Regions from separate parts of the Drosophila melanogaster genome. Here region 2 is linked to region 1. The links are chromatin contacts, called in public Hi-C maps. All regions are on one chromosome and are shown on one strand. The core of a region is the stretch at or near the end of the contact, and the rest is flanking DNA. Distances in the headings are between cores, read along the strand shown.

Region 1 (3,631 bases), core at 674-3,173:
AGCCTCTGTCTGTTTTGGCAAAATGTTCAAAGTGTTTGGCCTCTTTTCGCGTCATCAAAAGGGAAAATGGGACGACTGATGCCTGATGGCCACGCCCCGCGACATCCCCTGCCATTTCACCACGCCATTCACCACCACCACCACCCGCCCGAATGGTGGGTGAGGCGGCGGAGGGGGCCGCTAATAGATTTTCTATTACCAGGGGAAGGCAAGGACGCTACAGGATACTGGTTACCGGGTACCGGGTACTGGGTACTCGGTATACCGCACCCGTTCACACGCATGACCGAATTCCCATTTTACGCCCCGTCTCTTCCGGGGCCATCGGTCGTGGGCCAAAAGTCCCAGCGGAATCGATGCGGCATTATTATTATTATCATTATTAAAGGAGTCGATATGTGGCGATGGCAAATCCCGGCCAATGCGTATAATATGCCACATGTCCAACCCACTACATCTGAACCCTCCCCCACCCCTCTGATTTTGTTGTATATATGTACATACATATATATTTAATTTTTCCAAAGAAGCCACAAGCGGCGACCGCAATTTGTATCTCATGTGAATTGGATTGCACATGTCAGTATTAGTCATCAAGATTTGCACTTTAGGGCCGTTGCAAGTGTTTTGTTTAAAAAAAAAATAATACTAATAGTTAGTACCCACAAATCACTTAAATATGTATCAATTCTATCTGATTATTATCTCACACCAGATTAATCAAATCATTACTTTTCTTTTGAGTTTACAAGCTAGGAGTACTTCATGGGATAATAAATCCAATGCATCGAAGTGCAATTGCAATCAGAATTATGCGCATGCACACAGTATATATGTATGTATAATCACAGAGTAGTTGGCGCCCCCAAATCCATCACCTCCTCCTCCTCTCTCCCCCCCCCCCCCCCCTTTGAGCTGTGTGTACGTGTTGGCCTATTGAAACAAATTGTAATTAAATGAAATGTATTCCAGGCCGCTGCGACGCAGGCTGCAGCCGGAGGCAGGATCTCTCATTCTCCCTCGGTTTGGGTCACCATGTCAACCAGGTCGCCAGGTGGAAAGGGGTCAACAGTGGCTATGACTGTGGCCGCAAGCATTTTTCCACTTATCCGGGATTAGCAAAAATGCCACATTAAACTAAGTAAACAATTATCGACAGTGGGGCGATATTTGTTAGCTGCATCAAAAGGTAACAATAACTACGTACCCAATCAACCTGATAGCTTGCAGAAATGGAATAAACTTGGGAAGACGACAGTATTTAATTGTATTTAATTATTCACAAAAAGCTCGCCCAGGGTGCACAACAATTAGCATTGTGTACTTTCGCTTGCATGAGTAGTTTTCAATGTCTATTTCAATTTTATTGCTCACTGTTCTGGAAAAGAAATTAATAACAAAACATTAAGAAAACGGCATTGACTCTAATTTGATATTCTTGTAAACAATATAAACTATTAAAAGAAATAAATCTTACAAATCTTACAAAGACATTTTTAAGTTTCTCCACTTCGCTATTTATGTTTTAAAGTCTCCACAATTAAGCTAAGCCAATAAAAAGGACACAAGGATATTCCTCTTTCTTATCTAAGTTCCCCACCTCCTCCGATCACAGTTTAATTCTCCAATTTGCCATAGTTTAATTCTCCAATTTGCCATAGTTTGACTCTTCACTTTGCCATATTAAAGACTTCTACCAAGACTAAAGTCTCCACTGAAACAATCAAAGGATTAGTGGGTAAAATTATCCACGGGAATAATCTACTACCACTAATCCTTTGATTATGGAGACTTTAGCCGTATGCAGGATCACTCTTATCATAGTTTTCCACCACTCGATCGCTTGCCAACACTGATGCACATTATATCGATCTATCGAGCGCGCGATCGGATCTATTGGCGGCAAAGCGCAACCGCAACTGCCATCGCTAGTGTGTTTTCACCGCCTTTTTTATTAAGCGAATAACAAGTGAAGATTTGCTGGGGGAAAACAGGAGCCGCAGGAAACAGGAAACAGGCAGACAGAGAGTACAGCAGAATGCACGCTGGCGTTGTTAAGACGCCGCTCAGCGGCAGGAAAAAAGATGCGGCTGTGCCGGCCAAATCAGCGGAAAAGACGGCCAGCGGTGGCAAGAAGTTCGTGCAGACGCGTTTGCCCTTTAAGTTATTAACGCCAGGCGGTGGGGCGGTGCCCACATCCTCCTCCTCCTCATCGTCCCCCGCCACTATCGGCTCTGGCCCCGTCACTGTAATCCTGGATGAGGACGATCCCGCTCCGCGCAAGCGAAAACTTTCGTACGACGATGAGTCGCCATCGGAGGGCACTGGCTGCTCTACGGGGCAACTGCGACGTTCGACCAGCAAGGAGAATCTGGATCTGGCCAGTTCCATAGCCACTAAAAAGGTCAAGACCACGGATTCGGTAGTGGAAGATGTCATAGAACTGGATGAGGACGAGGCCGACAAGGAGATAGAGGACCAGGATCAGTTGGTAGAGGCCAAGTCCTCCAAGGAGGTCAAGTTGAAGCCCAAGAAGTCGGAGGGCAAGAAAGGCTCGCCGGCACCCATACAAATCAAGCTGCCATTGGTCAACAAACGATCAAAGCGCAGAAAATCCCTGAAGAAATCTGAGGAACCGCTGGAGACTTCGACCGCGGATGTTGCCAAGGGGGACAGCGAGTCCAGCGATGACATAGAGATTATCGCCGAAGAACTGAACCCCCAGAAGAGGCAAAAAGTACAAACGCCGCGTGAGAAATCCCCAGAAAACAGCTCTACAAGCGGCAAGCACACGGAGGAGGTCATGCAGAAGAATGGAAAGGACTCAAAGAAGCAGGAGGAGTCCATGAAGGCGGTCAAGGAGTCGAAGAAGGAAGAGCCAAAGACCGCAGAACAAAATAAAAAGAACGATCAGGCCACAATAGATCTCTTTATGGGAAAGAAAATGGAAACTAATAAGAAGGATAAACCGGAGGTCAAGACCACAGCTAAAGACAACAAGAAAGATCCACTGATTGCAGAGGATTCCAAACCAAAAGAAGTCCCTAAGAAGGAAACAAGCAAAACCGGAGGAAAAGGCAAGAAGGAGGGAGCAAAACCAGCTGAAAAGAGTAAGAAAGAAGAGAAGGAAGACAGCACAACAAAGTCAAAGAAAGAGAAAGCAGACTCACCTGCAAATAATCAAAAAGAACAACAAATTGGAGTCAAGAAAAAGACTTCTGAACCAGAAGATGCATCGAACTCACACAAATCGGTGACGGCCAAAAAGGATTCCAAGAAAGACGAGGCATCTACTCAAGTTAAGTCGGACAACGAATCTCCGGAAGCAGCAGAAATCTCGATGATCCTCTCGACCAGCGAGGCCAACAGTTCCAGCAGCGAGCACGAGATGGATGCGGATACGGACACCGCGGCCACCGACAGACCCTCCGCCCAAAAGGAGACTCGCCTGAACAGGAAGAGTCTGCCGGAAGTAACCGGCGCCCCGAAGGGTCTTACGCCCAAACAGCAACGACTCATGGAGCAAAGGAAAAAGGCTCGCGAGGAGAAGGAACAAAAGCTGGCGGAGGAGCGTCGCCTCAAGCAACAGGATAAGGAGCACCGCGAGCAGCAAAAGAAACAGGAGCGCGAC
Region 2 (3,631 bases), core at 408-2,907, 71 kb before region 1:
TCAGATCGTCGCCGACGCCGCGATGAAACCAACTGGTATAGAGAGGCGGCGAGCCGAAGAAGCTGCCCAGATAGCCGCCCACTGACGTGGACGCTTTGGATGCCTGTTGCAACTTTTCGTGCACCTCCTCTGGCACTTCCTGGGGCGTTTGGTCGGTCCAGATCTTTATGTCATCACAGTTGATCAGCTGAATGCGTCTGGGACTGTCGTGGGACGAACAAGAACTGGTAGATGGGGCATCCAAGTGATCCTCCCTCAGCTTGTGGCTTCTGGAGCTGCTGAATGTTTGGCAACGCCGTCTGAAGGCTGCTCTATCGTCCAGCTCCTCGTCCTCCTGACTTAAATTTGGTAGGCTCTTCAATCGCCGCAGGAAGATGCGTTTCTGCAGTCTCTCCTCCGGCACCGCTTGCAGTTTGGGCGATATGCTAAAGTTCGGCTGTGAGCAAGTGCGTCGGTGGCGCACCTGATGCCTAACCTCCAGCTGGCTTAGCAGTCCGCTCTGATTGAGCTGGACAGCCGTTAGGCAAACGAACAAGGCGGTGGCATCACCGGATCGTCGCAGGAAGGCTTCCTCGCTGGGATAGTACAGCTCCATTAGCTCCGGATCGGAGACCAGCGTCTGCAGGCACTGCGAAAGGCAACGGGCACGCAGGCAGCGGGTAGTCCACTCGCCGAGAAACTCCTCGACTCCGTTGACCATTGACGCACTGTCTCGGGCGGCGTAATCCGGTCGATAAGGCTGCGGTTTGGTCTGCTGTTGCTGTTTTCCCGCACTGGCCAGCAGAAACTCAAAGTCGTCCGCCAGTCGGCGAAGTTCCACGGGCTGCAACTGATAAGAATGGAGAGTGAGGCGTTGCATAAATACAATTCGATTGCAAAACAATGGGGAAAGTCTACGACACGCGCGCAGCGAGTAGCTGATACTCTCTTTATGTGGGACAGACATTCAGGGAAATTCATTTGAATACATATGTAAATGTTTATATCATATTTGATTGCTTACTGCAAAGAGCTGATTGCATAGACTTTAGAGACTCCCCTACTTTATAATTAGTTATTGGGGTATTAGGTTCACTTGATTCTGTAGAAATATTTACCACTTGAGCTGAGTTAAGATGATTTATCTTTAAATTATTCAACTATTGTTTCATAGTGCAAGATGAATGATCAAATCAACATGCCTCGCTCTAAGTGTAGGGTATTCGCCGAGGTGTGTGCGATGCTTTCGGGATTTCCACGGGCAAATGCGACTCACCAGTCCATGCTGCAAAATTCTAGTGCAGCTTTGGGCCAGCAACTGCAGTCCGTCCGTCGATTTGGCCGCACGGAACCAGAAATTCGTTGACCTTCGCAGGTCCGCCAGCAGGGAATTCCTCGCTAGCTGCTGTTGTTGTTGTTGCTGCTGCTGCTGCTGCGGATGGTCATGTTGATGATGCAGTGCCTCGCCTGCTGCGTACACCGCGCCTTCAATTGCGTCTGATGCGAGCGTGGGCGGTGGCGGGGGCGTGGTCATGGCTGTGCACACTGTCAAAGGGGCGCGGGGGGGCGGAGCGGTTGCATATTCGCGGTGCGCGATTCAATTGATTCCGAGTAACTTCAGCTTGTTTTGATTGTTTTTTAATGCGATTTTTTTTTGTTATTGTTTGATTCGATAATAATCGATGTGTCCGAGGCCCATCGCCAATCGATACCAAATCTTCGCAGTTTTTCGTTTGCATAGACAGGCGTGCTGCGGTTTGTGTCATGACTACGCCGGCTCTTGTATCCGCTAATAGGCCTTGGAAGTGTTGCTGGGCTGCCGGCAGATGTCGCTCTGTGAACAACACCTGCTGTTCCCACTATTACCGTTATGTGTGTGGGCGTAGTTTTGCGTTTGGAATCCACACTTCTGATTGGTCGAGAGCGTCATGGAGCTGCGCAGTGTGGAATTTTCCAAAATGTCAAAATGCTGGCCACGCCCTTTAAATGGTTTTTGAACTGTTTCATCTTCTTTCTTCTTCGTCGACTGCGCTGATTTGGGAAACACTCTTCTTCTTCTTCTTCTTACTCCTGCTTTATGTGTGTGTTCGTTGGCTTGTTTGTTTGTTTGTTTGTGCTTCGTTTGTCGTATAAGTGATGAGTCAATTAACCCAACATTCCTTTCCTGGAGGCCACATATTGCTTTAATTAAACAGACAAACAAAATTGCAGCAGCAGCAACAACAATATCGCACTACTTTTGCCACCATTTTGTTTCCAGCTCCGCCCACCGCATCCGTTCCACAATTTGTGACTTTTGCCAAATAAATATTTGCATTTATTTTCCACACAAAAGCACACTCGGACACACAAACACGCGCACATCGTATAAACACACGCACACACATGCAACCTTGAAACAAAAGCAAGAAGAAGCACTGTACTGGGCTCTTAATTAAACTTTAATTACTTGTAATTAATAAAGTTGATTGATTTGCTGGCCATAAAATAAACGCGCTTTATTTGCATTTTTTTCTCATGTTTTTTTTTCTTCTGTGCTCTTCTGTTGCCATGTAAATAATGCATTTATAGTTAATGGCGATTTTTTGGTAATATTTGATTGGTTCTGAGTGCTAAATTCTATTCTAATAGTACAGGACTTGGTCTAAAAATCAGAGACGCATTAAAAGCTTTTAGTTTAAACATACATATATTGTTTGGAAACGGTTTTTATTTTTTATTTGAAGAAGTCACAGAGTTTCTCCATTTAATTGATTTTATGCTAGCTCAATGAGTGGTATTTTTAGACGCCTTTAACATTTTGTTGCCAATTCTTTATTCTGCACACAATCTTCCAATCAGTTATACTCAACACTTTTCCAGATAAGCTCTCCTATTCAGCAATTAAAATCCCTTCAGCCGGAATCATTTATTCCTGCATCTTTGTGTAATTATTTCGATTCACCCGAAAAACGCCCGGATATCCCCCTATTCGGGAATCCAAAGTGGCCCCCGAATGTATGCTGCAAATTTGCTTATTAGCTTACAAAAGGTTTTAAGCAATTTCGGGGATTAATTCACTAAGAACAGGAAGGATCTTCTCGAAGATTTTGCATTCCCCAACGAGGACAGGATTAATTGAATTTTGTGTGGGCGTTTCTGCAGGGCAAAATCCTTAAGATAGTGTCCGTAACCCAATTTAGTGATGTCTATTAAACTATTTTTACAAGCAACATAGAAAGCAAACATTTGGTTTTCATTTACTACATCGGAGAATAATAAAGATGAAGTATGGATGTAATCAATTTGATTTCATCTGCTATTCTAAAATAATTAGGGATAAGAAATTGACCGTTGACCAACTCCACCGTTTATATTGCATTGCATTTTTAGTTGTCTATTTCATTTTCCAGCTCTTGGTGTTCGATTTGTAGTAGTCCTCCATTGTGGGTTAATTTTCCTTAAATATTGGCTCACTTTTAGCAGCCATAATTCTTCGTTTTGCGCCCAGACAAATTGCCGACTCGAGGGACACTCATTATCCTCTGTCCGCAAACATATCGTCCTGACCACGACGAGGATGATGAAGGTGATGATTGGGTGACTATGACGGACAATGGGCTGTGTCAGTCGCAACATATGCAGATGGATGCAGCCAGAATGGATGTGGGTT

Evidence for each region. A called contact is a pair of places that touch in the nucleus more often than the background predicts.
Region 2: a contact with region 1 is called in a Hi-C map of the Kc167 cell line, with 3 times the contacts expected there. The contact joins the promoter of Rubicon here to the promoter of Caf1-180 in region 1. A contact is called at or near these places in 1 of 1 datasets of contacts at CTCF or cohesin (the Kc167 cell line), 26 of 107 Hi-C or Micro-C datasets (the Kc167 cell line, the ML-DmBG3-c2 cell line, the S2 cell line and 8 more) and 4 of 6 datasets of contacts at active chromatin or transcription factors (the Kc167 cell line and the S2 cell line).

What each region holds. Positions count from the first base shown.
Region 1 is chrX:8,604,596-8,608,226 of dm6, reverse strand. Caf1-180 (Chromatin assembly factor 1, p180 subunit) reads left to right here and starts at 1,923. Exons shown (of 3, transcript NM_132267.5): 1 at 1,923-3,631. The coding sequence starts at 2,039.
Region 2 is chrX:8,675,089-8,678,719 of dm6, reverse strand. Rubicon (rubicon,) reads right to left here and starts at 1,657. Exons shown (of 4, transcript NM_001272419.2): 1 at 1,256-1,657; 2 at 1-829. The coding sequence starts at 1,513.